Linked DNA regions of Mus musculus: region 1 is linked to region 2. The links are chromatin contacts, called in public Hi-C maps. All regions are on one chromosome and are shown on one strand. The core of a region is the stretch at or near the end of the contact, and the rest is flanking DNA. Distances in the headings are between cores, read along the strand shown. Region 1 has its middle 48 kb from the start of Gm41044. Region 2 overlaps Pik3r1 (phosphoinositide-3-kinase regulatory subunit 1).

Region 1 (4,725 bases), core at 2,024-4,523, 240 kb after region 2:
CCCAATTGGATCTCCTCAGCATTTTCCTTCTTTAAAGAATGGATGGGGGTGGGATTATGTGGAGATACACTTTGCTGTGGATTAGTGTTGCTTCTTTGGTTGGTCTGTAAGCTTAAGGCCCAAACTAGGAGAGACAAGGTGGTTATTGCCCAGGCGCTTGCAGCTCTAGAACATGGTGCTCCCCCTGATATATGGTTATCTATGCTTAGGCAATAGGTCGCTGGCCACTCAGCTCTTATATCCCACGAGGCTAGTCTCATTGCACGGGATAGAGTGAGTGTGCTTCAGCAGCCCGAGAGAGTTGCAAGGCTAAGCACTGCAGTAGAAAGGCTCTGCGGCACATATGAGCCTATTCTAGGGAGACATGTCATCTTTCAAGAAGGTTGAGTGTTCAAGTGTCCTTCCCCCAGGAAAAACAACACGGGACCAGACCAGGACCCCTCTGGGTGATGAGCCTGGGAGGAGGTTATGTGTACGGCTCCTTTACCTGCACACTGGGGATTTGACCTCTATCTCCACTCTCATTAATATGGGTGGCCTATTGCTCTTATTAAAAGAAAAGGGGGATCTGTGAGGAGCCGCCCTCACATTTGCCATTATAAGATGGCACTGACAGCTGTGTTCTAAGTGGTAAACATAGTCTGCACACATGCAGGGGCAGTTTTCCCACCATGTGTTCTGCCTTTCCCGTGATGACAACTGGGCCGATGGGCTGCAGCCAATCAGGGAGTAATACATCCTAGGTGGAGGATAATTCTCCTTAAAAAGGGATGGGGTTTCGCCATTTGCGGGCTTGCTCTCTTGCTCTCTTGCACTCTGGCTCCTGAAGATGTAAGCAATAAAGCTTTGCCGCAGAAGATTCTGGTTTGTTGCGTCTTTCCTGGCCGGTCGTGAGAACGCGTCTAATAACACTCTTAGTTTTACAACTGACTAACACTTCTATGAAACAGCAAAATAAAATGTTCCCTAATTTTTTTTAATCTACTTAATTCTTAGCCATCTAGGGAGGTTATTGTTTTATCATTTCAACTGCTTGTGTTTTATAACCATACCACCTTCCAGAGCTACTTACATTATGTGCGTGTGTTGGATGGGAAGGGAGAGGGAGAGAATGGGGTTAAAGTAAGCAAGCAGAATTCTATTTCCAAACAATGAATGTTTATTAGTATGTCTTTTATCCTCCCAGGTAGAAGAACTCACAGGCTTTGTATCAGTTCACTCTAAATTGCACTAAGTTTCACAGGTCTCTGATCCTGAGCAAGACCTTACTGCCTCTGTATGTCCCTCAAGGGGTAAGTTCCCAACCTTTTGACCCTGCGACCATGTGACCATGAGACCCTGGACCCTGTGACCATGTGACCATGAGACCCTGGACCCTGCGACCATGTGACCATGCTTACACACATCAGGGTTTGCTCAAATGTGCACATCACATTATCCTTCCGTTATCCTTAAAGGCTGGGAGTCTGAGCTCTTCTCGTTGCCTGGAGCGGTGTGACCTCTTGTCCAATTACTAGCCGCTGGGGTTTCAAGAACTTCTATTGATGGAAAGCATGACTCATGGTGTTGATTGCTCTGTGTCCTGCTGAGGTCCTGCGGAGACTGGCTTAGTTTGCCTGAGAGTACTCAGATTCTAATGGTTTGTCTGCCCCTACTCCATAAATAGAAACCATGTTTACTTTTGCCATAGAATATACGTAAAGTCCAGTTCTAGGAAAAGAGGAAGTGCACTCTAATAGCCAGAAGACAGGCTCAGAACTGAATGAATGAGTACCTTTTTAGGTTTGTTAGAGTCTTCCTTCCCCAACAAATGAGAGGACCTACAGATCCTGGGGATGGGAAAAGGAGAAATACTAACATTTTTACTGACTTCCATTCCAGTCCCCTGAATGGAAGCCACAGATAGCACACAGCCACATGAAAACTGTTGTTTAAATATTGTAGAATAGAGCTAAGGAGCGGAACGGCAGCTCTGCATCTTGAAGCCATTGCTGGATAGTTAGTATGCAAGAGTTGCAAGACAAATGAGAGGATGCAGCCCTGTGGTGGCCACTGAAGTACTCACCCGGTATAAGTGGCTGCATCTCTGATCATCCCATTCTTCCATGTGGCCAACTATCGGGTGCAGATAGCTGCAAGTTTGGCTACATTCATACTTTTTTCTTAAAAAGGTTTGTGGAGGTAGCTGTCAGTTTTGAGTCTATACATTCAGATCTTACTTCCTCAAAGAAGAATTCCTATCCTGTGAGCAGGATAGCTAATTGTTGAAAAGTCTTCGCTAGAAGGGACTTATACCCTACAGATTCATTTTGTTATACAAAGAAGACGTGTGCTATGTACGTGTGGCTGTATCCCTTTTCTTTCCGAGTGTGCTATATTTTGCAAAGAGCCGTGTTTGGGGAGAGATAAAGCTGAATGCTTAAAAAAAGAGAGACAATCTTCCTTCGATCTTCAAAAAGTAATCTTTTACTTCACAAACTGTTTGGAACTCCCTGCAGACCGTCTACAAAGAATCTAGGCTACATTTTTGGGGTTTGGAGGGTTTTTTTTAATCCCCCAAGTAGAGCAGAAGTGATCTCAGAAGTGTTTCTTCCACCCGGGGCAACAAGGGAAGATTTATTAGCTTGTTGTTGGCAGGCTTGAGACCCAGGTTTGTGTAGTTTATGTTGTTTTCTCGGCCCATGAGAGCCGGTTCTGGCCCCCGTGTATGTTTGAAGTCTGCACAGGAAGTTGGCCTTAGACGAGCCTCATTTCTAGATGGATTCCGAGGCTCTCGGAGCAAGGGCCAACCTCTGCGCCAAGAACAATGAGGAATGTTAGCCATGGTGTGGAAACTTGGGCAGGAGAGAAGGATGTTGCCCTGGTCCTGTGGCAAGGAAGCCAGAGGATGGTGACTGGGAGGGGCATGGGAAAGGACACTGTGACAGGACCATCATCATCTAGGGTTTCCTTCACTGGCTGTATTTGTCTGACCTCCAAGGTGCCTGGCCATAGTCCAGTGTGGTAAGAACACGGCTGTGAGAACCTGGACCACAGACACTATGGAAATTGCAGTTGCCTCATTGTGGAAAGATTTTACAATCTGCAGTTTGCTATATGCCAGCCACCCTCTCACTGACAGCCTTGAAAAAAAATTCAAAAATAAATGTAGAGTTTATGTATCATAAAAACTTTATGTGCCATAGAAATGGCTCCTCTGGGACTGCCCTCGGATCCTTGCCTGAGCCACATTTTCTGGAGGGAGGGCTTGCGTTTGGTGATGTGTCGATTTAATTTTCCCAATTCATGCCAAATTAAATAAATACCCACATTTTTTGATCTGGTAACACAGAGCGAGTGGCCAAAGGGATTTGTGATCAAAGGTTGCCCTCCTCCAGGGACTAACAGTTGAGTGATGTACATTAACATATTTTAGCCTCAGACCAGTTGACCGAGAACAACTAGGCATATGCCTGATGTGGAGACATGCAGTGAAACATTAAAACAAACAATCCTAATTAGGCCCATCCAGTCATGCATGGGCCTCAATTGTGTATCCTTTCATTTGAAGTGGGTCAGCAGCACTCGGAATGTTCCATCTGCAACATTCTGGTTTGTTAGGATCTCGCTGACCAAAATTAATTGGGTCTGGTTCACTCAGTAAGAAACCAGATCACTTTAATATTTATACAGCTTTTAACCTCTTCTAGATAAAAACCACACCAAACCAATTCAAACCAAATGGGATGTGTCCCATGTTCAAAAACAACCTATTTGTACTGAGGGATGTGTAGGCCAACACTTTGTCAACTGTGTATTTTGCTGAAAGTTAGTGTTAATCCTGTGAGTCTCTAGAGAGAAAAAAAAAAACAAAACAAAACACAACTCCACCATTTTGGTCTAAATTTAAAGCAAGCATTATAAAATATTAAGCACTGACCAAAAGAGGGACTTTGGTCAGGACCGTTCTCCAAAATTTCCCAGCTGGAATGTCGTTGAGGCAGGTGTTGCAGAGGCTTATAAGGGCAACCCTGTAGCTCCCCGGTCCACCCCACTGCTTCTGATGAAGCTTTGCTATTTCCCAAGAACTACAGTTCCCGGCAATCCAGAAAGTTACTTGGTTCCTGAGCAAGTGGGGCTTACTGGCTAATTTGGGGCATTGCGTTTGGTATTATGTAGCTTTGTTTTGGTGTTTGTTTGTCTGTTTGATGACTGTGACCACACCATGTTTACCTTCCATTAGGACAGAGATCTTGGTTTCAGGGTTAGGTAATAGCTAAATTCCTACCACCCACACAATCAATTTACAGATACCTTCTCATCTTGGACACTACTGTTGTGTTTACAGAAATTGACATGCACCCTGCTATGAGGGACTTCAGGGGCATCTTCACTCACACCACTACCACATCACTGGTAAGTGAGCTGGCAAACAAGTTGAACTTTTTTTTGTTTGTTTTTGGTGTTTGTTTGTTTGTTTACAGGACAGAAGTTACCACGTTTTAAGCAGGAGCCTGGTGCTGGTGATGCCACACATTTGGAAACCAGTTCTTCAGTATATTGGGAAAAGTCTACTGTCTTAGTCAGGGTTTCTATTCCTGCACAAACATCATGACCAAGAAGCAAATTGGGGAGGAAAGGGTTTATTCAGCTTACACTTCCACACTGCTGTTCATCACTGAAAGAAGTCAGGACTGGAACTCAAACAGGTCAGGTAGCAGAAGCTGAAGCAGAGGCCATGGAGGG
Region 2 (5,039 bases), core at 373-2,872:
AAAAAATAGAAAACTGAGCAGCAGAGGCAAACAAAAAAAAAAAAGGCTTGGGAGAAAGAGTGGGTCTAGTCGTCAGCTCCTGTGTTGTGGAGCCAACCGCCACTGGATGGCAGTGAGGTTGTATCTACTGAAGCTGCTCTGTGAACGAAGGAGTTAGTCTTTTCTCCAACCGGCCTGGCCCCAAGGCCACAGAGGAAGGTTAAAAAGTAAAAATAAAATAAAAAATAAAGTAAAATAAAATGGTTCTTCTCTGCAAAGAAAGACTGGGTACCTCTGACCTAGAAATCACAAAGCTCAGTCTGATTTTTTTGTTAAGTTTCTTGAAATTTACTATCAATAAGTCTGGAACTGAAGACCAAAACAAGCTAGAGCTTCTAAATGATTTCTAGGAGTTTGAAATTCAGGCAGCACATGCCACACACATGCAAAAATCTGTATGCAAGCAGGCAGCACACACACATACACACACATCTGAATACAAGCAGGAAAGCACACACATACACACAGGCACACACATCACACACACACACCTGAATGCAAGCAGGAAAGCACACACACATACACACACGCACACACACACCACAGCACACCACACACACACATACACACACACACCTGAATGCCAGCAGGAAAGCACACACATACACACACGCACACACACACCACACAACACCACACCCCCCCCCACACACACACACATGTATACACACCCCTCTGAAGTTTGTTATTGAGATATTGTCATCTTGAACCTAGTAAACAAACTGAAACCACATCTTACCCCTACTATTCCTGGTGAACTTGATGGCTTCGCCACACTTTTCAAAGCTATACAGTTCCCTCCTTTCCTTGGCATTTGATCCTTTGGGGTGGGAGTGTGGGGGGGGGGGCTAGGGGAAGGGGGATTAGTAATCTCACCAGTGACAAGCTTTGCTTTCAGTAAGGACATTTGCCAACTTAAACAGCATCTCCCAGGGCAACAGGATAATGAAAGACACATGGAGGTCTTTGCTGTCATCAGATGCAAGCTCAGCTCTGCCTGAAATTGAGCCTGTAATTCGGCTGATCCTCATGTTAGGAGAGGTGTGACCCAGAGGGTCTAGAAGACAACCCTTGACTTAACAGCAGAGAAGGGTCCCAGGGGCAAACGTTCTCATCTTGCAGGGCTTCTGACCAGCACTACTCCTTCAGAGGAGACACAGGAAGCCAACTGCTCTAATTCTTGGCAGACACCTTAATATACTAAGTGTTGAAATCTTCCATCTCTGCTGCTGATAAAACTGAGGCTCTGCTACCCACCCTGGACCACCAGACACCAGCAGAACACATGCAGGTGGGTCACTCTCAATCACAGCCAAGACCCCATAAACCCCAAACCAGGGTCACAGCTCCTGAGACTCCTAACCTGGAACTCCAAGTTTCTCTTTTCCCCCCATTTCAGGACATAGTCAACTGTGTGCGTTTCTCCGTTCATCTAGAAAGACTTTTAAACCACGCAAAATCTAAAAATGAGAAAGAATGAAGAGTCTGGAAATTTCTGAAAGAAAGAACAGAAGCTGTAATGGTGCGCAACGCTGTTTCCTACCCTCTGCGGCTGGGTCCAGTGTCAGGCGTCAGTGGCTGATTCATCCACAGGAACTCAAAGCTGCCCCCACCCACAGGCAACTTGACCCAAGAATGGCTTATACGTACCCAGAGCCTCCATTTTTTTTTCTTGTTTTCTGTGGTACTAGGATTAAGCCCAGAGCTTCCTGCATATCAGGCAAGCACTCCACCACCATGCTGGCTAGTTTTATTGCAATTAGCCAGTTTTGAAAGAAGGGACCTCAGTTAAGAAAATGTCCCCACCAGATTAGCCTGTGGGCAAGCCTGTGGTACATCTTTTTTGTTTGGTGATTGCTAAGAGAGGACCTAGCTCACTGTGGGTGGTTCCTCCCTTGGGCTGGTGGTCCTGGGTGCTATAAGAAAGCAGGTTGAGAAGGCCATGAAAAGCAAGCCAGTAAGCAGCACCCCTCTACTGCCTACACATCAGCTCCTGCCTCCAGGTTCCGGCCTTGAGTTCTTGCCCTAATAAATCCCTGGTCCCTGGAATAAATTCTTTCATCACCAAGTTGCTATTGGTCATAGGGTTTTAGCATAGCAACAGAAACCCTAAGATAACCACTAAACTGATGTCAGTTACCATCCCTTTACTTCCTTATCTATTTATTTTCAAACTGGGTCTCAAACTCGCTTAGTGTAGCCCAGGCAGGTCTTAAACTTGTGATTCTCCTGCCTCAATCCCCCCAAACAATGGGGTTTACAGGGTACCACTAAATCTGGCTCAGAGTCCTCAGTACAGCCTAGCAAGTGATAACTTAAAGAACCATGGGCCATAAGGGATTGTCAGGACATACTCAGCAGAAAAAATGACTATCTAAATATAACCAGATACCCTGGAAAACCAATGGATTTTCAAAATGGTGCTTCTACCATTTGAGCTGAGAACCTGAGTGGCCTTGGGCACACAGCAGGCGATTGTCAGAAGCGCTTTGTAAATTTTTATCCAAAGTACAATGTCACTCATCTACTATAACATTGCTATTTCAAAAATCTAGTTTCTTTTTCTTTTCTTCTCTCCCTTTCCTTTTCCTTTTTCCTTTTTCCCCTTACCTACCTACCTCCCTCCCTCCCTCCCTCCCTCCCTCCCTCCCTCCCTCCCTTCCTCCCTCCCTTTTGAAACAAGGTCTCCATATGTATCCCAGGAGATCCTTGCAGTCTTGATTATCTTCCTTGCTTTGGCTTCATGAGTGGTAAGCCTACAAATTTGCATCATCATACCAAACTTTAGAAACGATCTCATAGTCCAGGTTAGCCCTAAACTCATCATGTAGAGCAGGTTGGCCTCAAAATCCTCTTGCTTCTGTCTTCCAAGTGCTGGGAGTTCCACACTAGAATTTTTACTTCTACACTAACAAAGGCAAACCTTTCGGCACAATCACTGTATTATCTATCTTACAGACTACAGTTGGGGGCAGAGATAACATGTGGGCTTGGTGCCAGAGCCTGCAGTCCCAGCACTCAGGAGGCACAAGCTGGAAGATCTCAAATCCGAGGCCAGCCTACGCTACATACACAGCAAATTCCTGTCAAAACAAAAACCAACAATGTCTATTGGTGTCATCCTTGTTCGGATCACGCTTAGGCAGCCATGTTGATGAGACTTCACGGCTGTAGCTTGTGACATATTTAGGAGACACCGTCTCATATAGAAGGGGGAAAGCTCACAAGGACTCAATTATAAAGGAAAAACCCAAACTGCAGGCAGCCAAGGAATGCTGAGTGCGCACGAAACAGGCTTCCCCAAGGAAAAGCACAGGAATCGGTTATCCAAATACCAAATGATCAGCCCTAAAAGTAACATTATACAGTCTGAGCAGGTTGTATTTATGTATCTGGTATTACACACACAGGCACACACACACACAGAGACACACACAGAAAACAGCAATTAAAGAAAAAAAGATATGAATTTGAAAGAGAACAAGGGGGTACACAGGAGAGTTTGAAGGGGGAGAGGGGGAAGAGAAAAGCTGTGTAATTATAATCTTAAAATACAAACAAACACAAAGGAAAGAACTCCTACAACAGTAGGAGCCGTGACCCAGCAGAGGCAGACGGTTTTGAGGGGGAGCCTTAAATACTGATCTTCCTTCTCCCTCGGGAGTCATGAACAAAGCACAGGATTAATGTAGTGTGTGCACAGTCTTAGGAGGACACCAAGCCATTTTCTTCCAAGTGAGTGATGTTCATGAACGCAATTTTGAAATCTCATAAGGAATCTTAAAGATTTCAGGGCAGCTCATTCACCCTTCTGGGCGCCGCTCTTAGGAACGGGACTCGATGACAGGAACAGTCCTGGTCCCAAAGCAGGCTCTCCTCACAGGCTGCCTGTCGCCCGCCACAGGAAGTCTCCAGCCTACATGTGGGTACTATTTCCCAAGCTCATTGTAAGATCTAAAACATGTGTTTCCCCTCGGCGTGTTCTATAGCTGAAGGTTACGGTTCCAGACAAGGACACCAAAGCCACTTCACCAAAGTCACTTTTAATGATAGTACATCACTGCAAATGGGCATACCAATGACATTATGGGTCACATAAATTTTAGCAAATGAATATAGAAATCGAACGCACTTAGGGAACTTCCCAATTTACACACTGGTATGTTACCAACAGAAATAGTCAAGTCTTCTGCCCTGCCATCTTCATCACAGGCATGCAACTGACAAAGCTCGCCAAACACAAGCAGGCGGAAGGAGAGGGCAGGCAGCAAAGGCAAGACAGCAAGCATGGGTCTCCACTACCATATCCCATGGAGCCTATGGCTGAGGTGTAGATCCCACGGGATACCTTACCACTTCAAACACCAGCTGTCTACCCCCCAGAAAGAAAAGTCAGCCACTGGCAGGAATACGTAGGAGACTAAGGAGGGCATGGCACCTCAAACACAGGTGCCTCCAGCTTAGCTCCAATCCTAAAGGACACTACTTGTCTGGCCGAACGGCCAGCATTCTGTTTCCCTCCATTAAGTTATGAGCTTTGATCAAGGCATCCAGGCCAGGACCAGGTCCTGGCACAGAATGAACACATAACACACAAGTCTGTGAAGAGGAGTTCCCAAGGAATTCTCTCCAGTTATCGTGGGAACGAGTGAAAGTCAGCGGTAGGAGATGGAGCCTTAAGTATTTGTTCCCTCACCCATAGTCCACCAACCCTGTTTTATGTGGGAATGTTTATAACTGTGAGAAAAAACGCTAGTGTTACCCTTCCCTCCCTGGCAGTTTTCATTTAAAGAGCCCTTGAAATACTTGGTAAGTGATGCCTATAAACACCTATTAAAATGCAGCTTTATAGGAGGTTAAATCATTTATAATGGAGTCCGGTAGTACAGGGTACCAGTTGCAACAGAATTCCTAGAAGGGCTTGCTGGATTAACCTACATCGTCTAGAGAAACAGTTTAGTTATGATGATGTCCAACAACCCAGTCCAGTATTATTTAAA

What was found. Hi-C and Micro-C count contacts between places; a contact is called where the count stands out from the background.
Region 1: a contact with region 2 is called in a Hi-C map of muscle stem cells, with 2.4 times the contacts expected there. The contact joins two enhancer-like sites. A contact is called at or near these places in 5 of 484 Hi-C or Micro-C datasets (the N1E-115 cell line, cerebellum, liver and 2 more).

The regions. Positions count from the first base shown.
Region 1 is chr13:101,964,193-101,968,917 of GRCm38.p6, forward strand. No RefSeq gene overlaps it. Among named protein-coding and RNA genes, the nearest start is that of Gm41044, 48 kb to the right of the region's middle. Within about 2 kb of position 3,274, at least 15 of the 459 cell types and tissues checked have an H3K27ac peak or open chromatin away from gene starts, as enhancers often do. A contact at or near this core is called in muscle stem cells, where this site is marked.
Region 2 is chr13:101,728,914-101,733,952 of GRCm38.p6, forward strand. All of the region lies in intron 2 of Pik3r1 (phosphoinositide-3-kinase regulatory subunit 1), which reads right to left. Among named protein-coding and RNA genes, the nearest start is that of Pik3r1, 37 kb to the right of the region's middle. Within about 2 kb of position 1,623, at least 53 of the 459 cell types and tissues checked have an H3K27ac peak or open chromatin away from gene starts, as enhancers often do. A contact at or near this core is called in muscle stem cells, where this site is marked.